Linked DNA regions of Triticum aestivum: region 2 is linked to region 1. A link is a contact called in public Hi-C data. All regions are on one chromosome and are shown on one strand. Each heading gives the region's core, a stretch centred on a gene start, on an enhancer-like site or on the middle of the called end of the contact. The rest is flanking DNA. Distances are from core to core; before and after follow the strand shown. Region 1 holds the start of LOC123113467 (5'-nucleotidase domain-containing protein 4). Region 2 holds the start of LOC123113472 (S-adenosyl-L-methionine-dependent tRNA 4-demethylwyosine synthase).

Evidence for each region. Hi-C and Micro-C count contacts between places; a contact is called where the count stands out from the background.
Region 2: a Hi-C map of leaf shows a contact between it and region 1, with 7 times the contacts expected there. The contact joins the promoter of LOC123113472 here to the promoter of LOC123113467 in region 1. A contact is called at or near these places in 3 of 5 Hi-C or Micro-C datasets (all in leaf).

Annotation. Positions count from the first base shown.
Region 1 is chr5B:591,588,607-591,594,307 of IWGSC CS RefSeq v2.1, forward strand. It overlaps LOC123113467 (5'-nucleotidase domain-containing protein 4), which reads right to left and starts at 2,937. Exons shown (of 17, transcript XM_044534701.1): 1 at 2,516-2,937; 2 at 1,678-1,940; 3 at 1,103-1,180; 4 at 1-207. The coding sequence starts at 2,660.
Region 2 is chr5B:591,921,586-591,927,286 of IWGSC CS RefSeq v2.1, forward strand. It overlaps LOC123113472 (S-adenosyl-L-methionine-dependent tRNA 4-demethylwyosine synthase), which reads left to right and starts at 3,412. Exons shown (of 8, transcript XM_044534708.1): 1 at 3,412-4,329; 2 at 4,968-5,083; 3 at 5,272-5,447. The coding sequence starts at 3,427. LOC123113471 (probable methyltransferase PMT28) reads left to right here. Exons shown (of 8, transcript XM_044534707.1): 1 at 1-228; 2 at 344-493; 3 at 1,104-1,374; 4 at 1,472-1,564; 5 at 1,740-1,914; 6 at 2,018-2,263; 7 at 2,343-2,486; 8 at 2,644-3,189. The coding sequence ends at 2,842.

The DNA of each region.
Region 1 (5,701 bases), core at 1,687-4,186:
TACTTTTGCAGGATTGTTGTCCATGAAATCAACAAGCTGAGCAAACAGATAGGCTTCACCCAGTGAGAAAAGTGTATCTATAAGGGCATAATCAGGTTCATCGAAGGAATCCCTTATCAATGTACTCCCATAAGCAGCAACTTTCTCTTCCTTTGACATCTCCCTAAATCCATGGTATGCAACTTTTACATACTTGTGCCGGTCCATCTGATATTGCACATCATAGTTAAAATGGCAGTTAAACTGATCACTGATTCAGAAAGTATAAACGTAAAATTAACCAACAGTAGCAAGTACAGTAAATAAGCAGTGGCAATTTAATTTATGCTAGGTCTATTTTGTGTTGTTGCTGTTAAGCTTCATGCACTAGCCAATGCAACCAAAGGTCCAAACTGATGGAAAGGGCTAGGAAATCGACATATACACTTCAACAGTTGCCTCCTATCATACAGAACTTTTGCATCAAGAGAGGATTGAATATTTTCAACATGATGGGAAGTGTTCAGTGAACAATTGGTGTTTTCAACGGTCAAGAAGTATGAATAGGGAACTACAACATGCAATCTTAAAGTGAAAACTAGATATAAAGTAAAAACAATAAGGTAGAAATTAGGTCGGCACTAGTATCATGCAAGCACAAACAAAAGGTTTCAGGCATCAATGTAGACATGGAACTTTGATTTTGTAAATAATATGACCCCTTTGTTGCTAAATACAAAAAATTGCTCCCTGTCCTCCCATGGGTTTCCTGCATCTTGTTCTCATTATTCTTTAATTTAGATCCTACACCCACTGCTTGCAAAAGGTTTTTAAGAGATCAGTCAAACATTCTTAAGTTTAACCAGCACTGTTTTTTTACCAACATTGGTTACATGAAATTTATATTACTAAATCTGATATGGAATATGTTTTTAGTGAATAATCATTTTTATTTGAAGCAATGTACTTTCATAGAAACTGATGGTCAAAGTTTCGCCTTGTAGATCATGTCAATATCCAAAACGATGTACATTTTTTATTAGACAGAGTAATGTTGTTTCTATGTGTCACAAGTTCATTTTCAGTCAACAAAGTGAAGTGAGTTCAAGCAAATACAGCGGACCTTCAAGATATTTCCTCTTTTCTTATCAAGAACTAGTCCTCTGACCATATACTTCCAGTCAAATTGCCATGTCAACAGCTGCAGAATGAAACAGAGTAAATCCAATTCAGAACAAAAACTTGCAAGCCAAGAGAGTATTAAGCCCACAAGTCTCAGCATCAAATTGCTAGTCCTAAGAAAAACTAAATGTCCTTCACAAAGAACTCCGCACTTCTGTAATAAACAGATATTCACTTGATAGTATGAACCTTTTGCTACTACATTAGTGCAGAAATTGGTGATCCTTCCTAAGATAAATAGCAGTAACTAGCACAAAATTCTTTGGTTCAGAGCAGCAACAAATTTCACGCATTTATACTACCGAACAAAATTCATGGTCCAAATCATGGACTATCCCAGGTGGGAATATTGCTCAAAAGTCGAAGCAGGTAAAGACATGATGTTGGTACTGTGTTAAATGCAACTATTAAGTTACTTTGAGGCAACCATGAAATCCTAGACACGACAACAGACCCCAAGTATCTATATCAAATCTGAAATCACATAAAATGGGAGAAGTAACTATTGACATCAACCTCCTCAGGGTAGTTGAGATCCTTCACGAGCTTCTCAATGGTGCCATGGTAAGCAAGGGCCTCAAATGTCTCAGGCTTGTACTGCGCAAGAGTGTAGTCCATATCAAATCCTACTGCGGTGATGTTCCTCATGTTGAGAGACCTGTTGCAGAATATCTGCTTCCCGATGGAAATGCTTCTCGGCTCCACCGACGGTGTTGACCAGATTGCCCCCGTTGAAGCTGGCTCCACAGCGCCGGTATCCATCCTTAGAGCACTGCAGCCTGATACGAGGTGAATAGAACAAAGTACGTCAGAGATATCACACTGTAATTCAGTGATAGAACTCCGTGTTTCAACCAGGAATTAACAAAGGTCGGTGAAACTGTGAAAGTCTAGTGATTGACCGATCAATGAACGTGGCATGACTACCATAACGACACGATCAGGAAACAGGATTTAAACTGCATAATTCAGACAAACTGAAACGAAGTCCAGAGTATATAAGTTAGCAGCTCAGAAAAAGGGCTGATCAGCCCATACATACGAATCTCAAAATCTCATCGTAAACAGATACGAACCACGAAATTCGTTAAGACGGGCACGAAAGCAGAGCAAAGCATACGCGATTATGCTTCAGCATTCGCCCATGGACCGGAAACCGAATTGGGTTGCCCCTCTACAGCCTAGCAGGACTGGCCTCGGATCAAAACCAACGTTCTCGTATTTAATTCAAGAGCGCCAAAATTAGAGAGGAACGGCCAACGCAGGCATCGCTAAAATTAAGCGTGCCGCCGCGAAACCGACACACACACCAAAAACGCCCCGAATCAAACGAATGCTCGTCAGAAGCGCGCACCTCTGGGGCCCGAGGCCGAAGCGGCGGGGGAGGAGCACGAGGCGGGTGACGACGACGAGGAGGAGGAGGAGGCGAAGAAGAGGAGGAGCGGAGGCGAGAGGGGCGCGAGGCGTAGCGCGGCGGCGAGCGGCCTCCTGGAGAGCATGTCGCTGGGCCTTAAATAGGCGAGCGGGGGTGGTGCGGGTGAGGGGGATGACGGGACGCTGTTGGGGGAGAATAAATGGCGTGGGGGGAATCCGAGGGGGTGGGAGCACCGCCGCGCGGCGGCGCCATCTCACCGGAGGGCGGGCATTGGGCGGCGGGACAAGTGGCGCGGGGGATCGGGTGCGGTGCGGTGCGGATTCGGATGCCGCGTGCGTTGGAAGCCAGCAGCGACCGCGGGCGACGGAGGGAGGCGGGGGAGCGAGTTCCGGGCCGGGGCGAAGGGAGGTGGGGGCTGGGCTGGGGGCCGCGGGGCAATAATGAGGTCGGTTCGGTTCGTTCGTGGGTGAGAGAATAACGGAACGGGTGGTGCGGCTCCGCTTCCGCCTCCTGGATGGGATTTTCCTCCGGCCACACGCGCGCTCGCCCGCCGGCCGCCGCTCATGCGCGCACGAGCCGGATTTCGTCGTGCTTATCGACACGTGGATAACTTGGATATTTTTTTGGCAACTGCATAACAAAGTTCATTGGAATTTTTGAACCGCACTCGATGTGAACGTCTTCTTCCACTAAACAAATATCGTCGCAAAGCCTGAAATGAATCCATAAAAATACGAGCACCTGTGTCAAATCTTCAGAACTTAACCATCTAAGACAGACTCAGTTCGCAAATTCTTCAGAGCTTTAAATGTAGAAGTGTAGGTTATTCTTTCAGTGTGAGACGGTTGTCTTAAAGCCCTACAGCTTCGATTCTGTTTTCGGTAGGTGTTGTGTGAATGTGTGCGTCTATGGTGTAATCGTTGTTGTTTTTAAACAAAATATAGGGAAACGTGAAACAAGATATACCAAAATGTAAGAACTTTGGTAACCAATAAATGTCAGATTTTTTTAAGAACCCAGCGAACGCCTTAGGAGTTAGGACCGTTAGATCCCGACTGAACGCATGTCACTAACTCTGCGCATCGTGGCAATTTTTCTACCATTTTTTGCACTATACTGGCAATTTTCGCTTTAGAGCATGGAAAATCTCTTACAGACAACATGAAAATTTTATCTTCTTTTGGCAATTCTAGGTGTTCGTCGGGAAATGTTAAAAAAAATCTTAAGTCAGCTTTTAAACATTTCCCAAACGTAATAGCTGAATTTGCACATATAGATCACACAGGCTCAACACTTGTGCGTTGCTAAGAACAAATTCCTCTACCAGCCATGTCATGTCGAGTCATCTCAACTTTGGTACTCGCTACTCGATAGCGATGACACCTTTTATACTCAATAGACTCAACATCTCACATACTACTTTGCAACAGATTTTATCTACTACCATTATAAAAGAAAGAGAGAGAGACAGATCCAAACAATCCCACCCATCCATCATTAAAATCTAATGGCCCTTAATCATTCTGTGTTTAACGCTACCAATCACGCAACAAGGCACGATCGATCGCTAATCGCCCCGCATTAACAAAACCGATCGCCCGCACGACCTCCACCTTCTCCTCCCGCACGACCTCCTCCTCCTCCCGCGTCGTTCGCCTCCCGCAGCCTCGCGCCGAGCCACGGGAAGCCGCGCCCTTCACCGCCGCCTCGCGCCGCCGGAGCCACGGGAAGCCGCCGCAGGTCGCCGGGAGCCCGCCCCCGCCGCGCCGTTCGCCGCCTCCCCAGCCGCGGGAGCCCGCCCCCGCCGCGGGTTGCCGCCTCCCCAGCCACGGGAGCACGCCCCCGCCGCGGGAGCCGTCCCGCCGCGGGTCGTCGCCTCCCCAGCCACCGGAGCCGCCCCGCTGCGCCCTTCGCCGCCTCCTGCAGCCGCCGTCGGTCGCCGCGCCCGTCGCCCCGGGAGCCGCCCCATCGGAGCCGCCGCCCGTCGCGCGCCGGGGGAGCCCCGCCGCAGGAACCCGGCACCCCCTCGCCTCTCCAGTGCCTGCCTCGCCTCCCTCACGCGAACCTGCTCTACGCGCCGCCCCTCATCCTCGGCGGCGAGAGGTACGCGGGAGCTGCCGCCGCCGCCGCTGCCAGGGGCGTGGACGCGTGTGGGCCTACTGTCGGCGTACGAGGTCGCGCCTGAGCCTGCGGCACGGTGGCGCGGGGCCCTCCGCCGCCAGTTCCCTGCCGGTTCGAGATCCCCCATTGCTCTCCTGCCTTCCGTCGTTGGTCTTCCTGCTACCAGCCCCGCCCTTCTCCGCCCTATCTCCAAGACAACGTTCTGCTCCATCCGTTGGTAAGTAGCGACCATGTCATCTCTTCCCCTTTCAATCCCTATAGTACTTTTCCCATGGTGTTTTTCGATGGTGATGAAACTCAGGCGCCCATGACCACCGTGTTTCTTTTCCTTTTATTCCTTGGCCGTAGTTTTCATGAATCGCAATGGTTTTCATTAGCTGTAAGCATGTAACTGATAGAGTAAGGCATGGCTGTTTGCTTTGATCAAATCCAACCCCATTATCAAATGAAATGCTAGGAGAAAATAAGTTGGTAGCACTTCTCTTTTTCCAAAAGAGCTGGCATGCTGGGCAGCAGTGCTCTTTTGGTTTTGCTTAGCTGCAGGATAAAATGATCACCCAGTTAGTCACGGGCTCATGGCTGGGTTAAATGTATTCAGAAGAAGAAGTCTCTGACCGCCACACACCTGTCGTCGACCAGCACATCAGGTAACCCACCCGCTGTCCACCATTGGATTCAGTTTCGCCTTCAAACTGCGTTTATGCATAAATTCAGAGTCACGGAATAAAAATGCTTCTTTGTTGTGATAATCTAAAATTTCCAAAGATTTATTCCAAGTGATTCTCCAGATTTGTCCCCTCGGAGTAGTCAATTCTTTGTTGTAGACAAGATGGTACTCCTCGGAGTAGAAGTTGATGTACTGTAGTCATCTTCAAGTGCTGGTAGAAGCTGATTTAGTCGATTCTTTGGAATAAATTGCAGCAAATTACAGTACGGCGCTGTTCAATACGAATTGGATTTGTTGTAAATTTTACAGGTTGACTAAGGTGCTGTTGAGATGACTACGCTGCTGTCAATTTAAATAAACCTGAATTGACTTTGGAG
Region 2 (5,701 bases), core at 2,162-4,661, 330 kb after region 1:
TCCAAGAAGAAGAAGAAGCTGCCGCCGCTCTTCAGCCCGGCCGCGCATTACCACTGGAAGCTCTGCAGCGCCAAGAGCGGCCACCACTACACCCCTTGCGTGGATTTCGATGGGGATGGGAGCCAGAGGCACCACGAGCGGAGCTGCCCGAGGTCGCCGGTGACATGCCTGGTGTCACTGCCAAAGGAGTACAAGCTGCCTGCTCCATGGCCGGAGAGGAAGGAGAAGGTGAGGGGGTCGAGCATAATTGGATGAAAAATCATGATGTTTTCCTCCTTCTGCTTTACTAGGTTGTTCTTGTGTGTCTGAACTCTGAACTGTCGTTATGCACTTGTCTCTGCAGATTTGGTATGGGAATGTTGGGCATCCTAGACTGTCGAGCTATGCCAAGGACCACAGCTGGCTGAATCGGACCGGCGAGCACCTGGTGTTCCCGCCGGAGGAATCGGAGTTCAAAGGCGGCGCAAGACATTATATCGACACGATTGATGAGGTAACAATTGGTGGATCTTTTACATTTGCTGTTAGTTGTATGCAGAAACCAGAAAGAGCTCTAGCACTAAGACTCAGTTACAGTTTACTAGTGGGAAATGATATTAAATCAATTTCTGCACATTGCTAACTGATTGAACACTAAATAAGTGCAGTAACAAATTTGTGGATCATGTAGCAGAAGTGTGTGATTATAAATGTGAATATGGAACAAATTATTTGGGAAATCTATGCACACAGCTCTGTTCTTTTTAAAGATTGAACCATTTTGCGTGAAGACAATTAATGTCTTAGCTGTGATCTGCTCAGATGATTTTCATCTTTTGTCTCTTGGTTAATGTGTCGATAACTTTCCTGATTTTTGGAAGGTCATTCCTATGTGGTTTCATCAACTGTGAAATCATTTACCACACTGAGTGTCCTGGTATATGGATTCAAAAATTTAGTTCTTACACAGTAATTCATAATGGAACAAATTAGTTGACTTTGGCTAAAACTTAATATGGAACATTGTTTACATTTTTTATAATTGAAATACAAATATTTTTATATTTTGTACTATTACTTATTGTGCTTAACACAATTTATATGATATTTTGTTTGTCACGCAGATGGCACCTGATCTTGACTGGGGTAAAAATATTCGCATAGCATTGGACATTGGATGCAAAAGTGCTGGGTTTGGAGTTGCTCTACTCGAGAAGGATGTGATTACACTGTCATTAGGCCTTACAAATGACCAGACAGACCTTGCACAAGTTGCCCTTGAACGCGGCATCCCTGCAACAATTGGCAGTCTGGGATCAAGAAGATTACCCTTTCCTAGTGGTTCATTTGATATTATCCACTGTAGTGAATGCAACATACCATGGCATTCTAATGGTATTTACATGCTGCTTCGTTCCTCTCTTTTAGACCCAGCATGCCACTATCCTGCGTTGCTCACATCTTGAACAACATTTTGTATTGTATGGATTAGGTGGAAAGCTTCTCATAGAGATGAATAGGATCCTTCGCCCAGGAGGATACTTCGTTATATCGAGCAGACATGGTGACCTCGAGAGTGAAGAAGGTATGGCACGTTACTGTGTGTGTGTGGAGAAAAGGCTGGAATCTGCTGAAATACCGATGTCATTATAAACGAACAAGCATGTAAAATATCACGACTTTCATGGGGCCATTACTGGCCTTGTTATGTTCTATTTCGCCCAATGTTTATGTTTTAAATGTCTTGATGAACTTTACAGGAATATCAGCTTCAATGACCGCGGTTTGTTGGAACGTAATAGCTTACAACAGTGATGATGTCAGCGAGCTTGGAGTAAAGATATTTCAGCGACCAGCCTCAAATGACGAGTATGACCTGAGAGCAAAAAAAGATCCTCCATTTTGCAAGGAAGAGCAAAACAAAGCTACTGCATGGTAACTAGGACACTTGGATTAATCACTACGGTGTTTCCTGAATTATCATGTACACTGGAGTTTGTTTGGCTTGTGAAACTGAAACGTTTGTTTTCCTTTGTAGGTATACTCCAATCAAGCATTGCCTGCACAAAGCTCCTGCTGGTATCGAAGAAAGAGGCAGTGAGTGGCCTGAGGAGTGGCCCAAGAGGCTCGAGACTTTTCCTGATTGGCTCGGGGACCTGCAAACAAGGGTGTCTGCTGATCATAGCCACTGGAAGGCCGTCGTTGAGAAATCGTATCTGGATGGCTTGGGTATTAACTGGACAAATATCCGAAACGTGCTGGATATGAAGGCTGTATATGGAGGGTACGCTCTCCATTCTCAATTTCACATTTCCCAGTATATAAATTGAATTTCTCTTACTTATATGCGTGTTTCCTTGCAGATTTGCTGCAGCTTTGTCGTCTGAAAAAGTTTGGGTCATGAATGTTGTCCCCGTGCATGCCCCAGACACCCTACCTGTAATCTTCGAGCGCGGGCTGGTCGGTGTTTATCACGACTGGTGCGAACCATTTAGCACATATCCAAGGTCGTACGATCTTCTTCATGCCGACCATTTGTTCTCACGCTTGAAGAACAGGTATGTTTGTCGAATGAAGTACCCTCGCTTGAACTTTGACGGTCTATAGTTTTCGGTGTGCTTACAGTGTTTGATGTGACATGCTGACATGACCTGAACAATGCAGATGCAAGGAACCTGTCTCGATTTTGGTCGAGATGGACCGGATCCTGAGACCCGGAGGGTGGGCCATCATCCGGGAGAAGCTCGAGATCCTCGACCCGTTGGAGGCGATCCTGAAGTCGCTCCACTGGGAGATCGTGATGACCTTCAGGAAGGACAAGGAGGGCATCATGTCTGTAAAGAAAACAACGTGGCGACCGTGAACTATCGCGTTATATCACAAGGCGCACATTTTCTTGATGTGGTACAGACATAGTTTTGATGCTCCTGGTTGTTGATCTGGGTTGAAGGCACCCGATTCGTTCATTTGTTGGCTTCCACGACCATCTACTGCGCACACACGCGCGATTGCGACAGTGTTACTCTTGTCAGTTCTGTCTTGGACAGCATCCAGCTTTAGGTTCAGAGTAAGTGCTGGATGGGTCGTGTAAACAGGGCTGCGCTGTGCTGTTTCTGAACATTGTATTGTAACAATGTGTAAAAGGATGTAAAGCTTGTGAACGTTGTAAATGAATTTATACAAGGATGCAGTAGAAGAGTTGATGAGTCATTCGGTGTGCTTCTGAAAGTGCGACAACAATGCAAAAATTGCAAAAGATCGTCAGACTTTGGGACGCTTTTCTGAAGTTTGACGTGCACGGCGTCTCAGTTTCAGTTTCAGTTTCAGTTTCAGAAAGAAGAGCAAACCCCAACCGCCTCGCGCGGCGCGCAAGGGCACAGCAAAACCCACCAAAGCCGGAAGCCAGCCTCCCCCTCCCCACCCACCAAACCCCAGCCCGCCGCCGCGATGCCCCCCTCCCCGGCGGCCGCGGCCGCCTCCGGCACCTCCCACCTCGCGCTCCTCCTCCTGCTCTCCTCCTCCTCCCTCTTCTTCCTCTACAAGTCCATCACCCTCCGCCGCCTCCGCCGCACCCTACGCCCCTCCCCATCCCCATCCTCCTCCCCCGCCCCCGCCGCCGCCGCCGCCCCGACCCTCCTCTACGCCTCGGCCACGGGCACCTCCAAGGCCCTCGCGGCGCGCCTCTCGGCCCGCCTCGCGGACGCCGGGCTGCCCGCCCGCGCCACCGACGCCGCCGCCTTCGACCCGGACGACCTGCCCTCGGTCCCGCTGCTCCTCCTCGTCCTCCCCACGCACGACGCCGGGGCGCCCCCGCCCGGCGCCGCCTTCCTCGCGCGCTGGCTCGCGGAGACCGCCGCCGACTTCCGCGCCGGGGCGCTGCTCCTCTCGGGCCTCCGCTTCGCCGTCTTCGGCGTCGGCTCCCGCGCCTACGGCGACACCTTCAACGCCGCCGCCAGGAGCTTCTCGCGCTGGCTCCGCGCGCTCGGGGCCGTCGAGGTGCTGCCCGTCGGGGAGGGCGACGTGGATGAGGGGGACCTCGATGACGTCTTCGAGGAGTGGTGCGGGAGGGTGCTCAGGGTGGTCAAAGGGGAGGAGGTTGAGGAGGACGGAGTCGATGGAGAGACCAATGGGTTTGATGGGCTGGAAGGGGAGGAGTCCGATTATGATGACGATGATGAGGAGGAAGAGGAGGAGGAGGTGGCTAGTGGGGAGGTTGACATGGAAGACATTGCCGGCAAGGCGACAGCAAAGAAGCAGAATGGGAAGGTGGAGGGTGCTTTGCCCAATGGAGGGCAGAACGGCGCGAGGGCCATGGTCACGCCCATAATCAGGGCGAGCTTGGAGAAACAAGTGAGCATCAACTTGTTGTTACATTCTTTCTGTTATACTACATAATAATGCTCTTGACTGCATATGTAAAAGCGCTTCAACCTGAAATTTTGAAGAGTCCTATGATGCCTAATGAAAATAGAGTATTGCCAATTCTGCTCTTTTTTTATAATCTATGCTTACCTGACATACATCACTGGTAAGAAACTAGAGTAAAATTTTAAGATCTCTGTGGGCTGAGGCAGTTTTTAAGCATAGCTAGGCAGCAAATAAATTAGTTCCCCTCTAAATTTATCGAACTAGTATATGTCGTGCTAGTGAAAATAATGGTTCGTGTAGATACTTAGTCTGGCAATTTGCTATGATAGAGTGAGATTGTTGAAGCAACTGCCAAGTAATCAACCAAGCATCTTCATGGAACTTTCGATTAGGATCTAAGACAACTTTTCCTGATCCCAAACTGATGTTGGTTAACACAAGGGTTGTGTATGTACTCAGATCTCTGTGGTCCTTGCCTATAAGGTAGAATTCTCCACCTGTTTAGATGGGATTAACAATTTACAGTTGTTTTCTGTAGTTTATGTGCTTCGTCTTTATATTTTCATTCTACATATTGCAATCTAGTGCCCTATTAATCAATCCCTGTGGTTTTTTTCCAGGGCTACAAAATTGTTGGTTCTCATAGTGGGGTGAAGATTTGTAGATGGACGAAGTCACAGCTTCGAGGTCGGGGAGGGTGTTACAAGCACTCATTTTATGGCATAGAAAGCCACAGGTGAATTTTTTTTGCTTCTGTAGCATGGTATATTGGAATGCTTGCTGAATACATGGTTGGACTAGTTCATACATATTCTATGTCACAGATCGGTTTCATAACATAGATCCACTCCGCACAACATAATATTTGTGTGGTTTGCTTCCGTCAGTGTTTGTTTTCTGATTATTAGATGCTCAATTTTGTAGATGCATGGAGGCAACTCCAAGTTTGGCTTGTGCAAATAAGTGTGTGTTCTGTTGGAGGCATCACACAAATCCTGTTGGGAAGAGTTGGAAGTGGAAGATGGACGATCCTCTTGACATTGTTAATACTGCAATTGACGAACACAGGAAGATGGTTAAGCAAATGAAAGGCGTGCCAGGTATGCATTATTCTGCCAAATAAAAGTTGCACTGAATATTCTAGTGCCCGGACAAAAAATAGATCCATGGCAAAATACCTGTAACTTGCCTAAACGCATACAGCCTTTAAAAGGTTTTCAACCCTATGCCAGCAATAATCGTGACGGAAGTGTTCCATTAAGATATGCCAGGCAGCATCAAGTGTGAACTTTTGATCTGTTTATTTTGTGTACTCAGCCTGCAGCGCTGAGAACTTAGGCTCTACATGATTAAT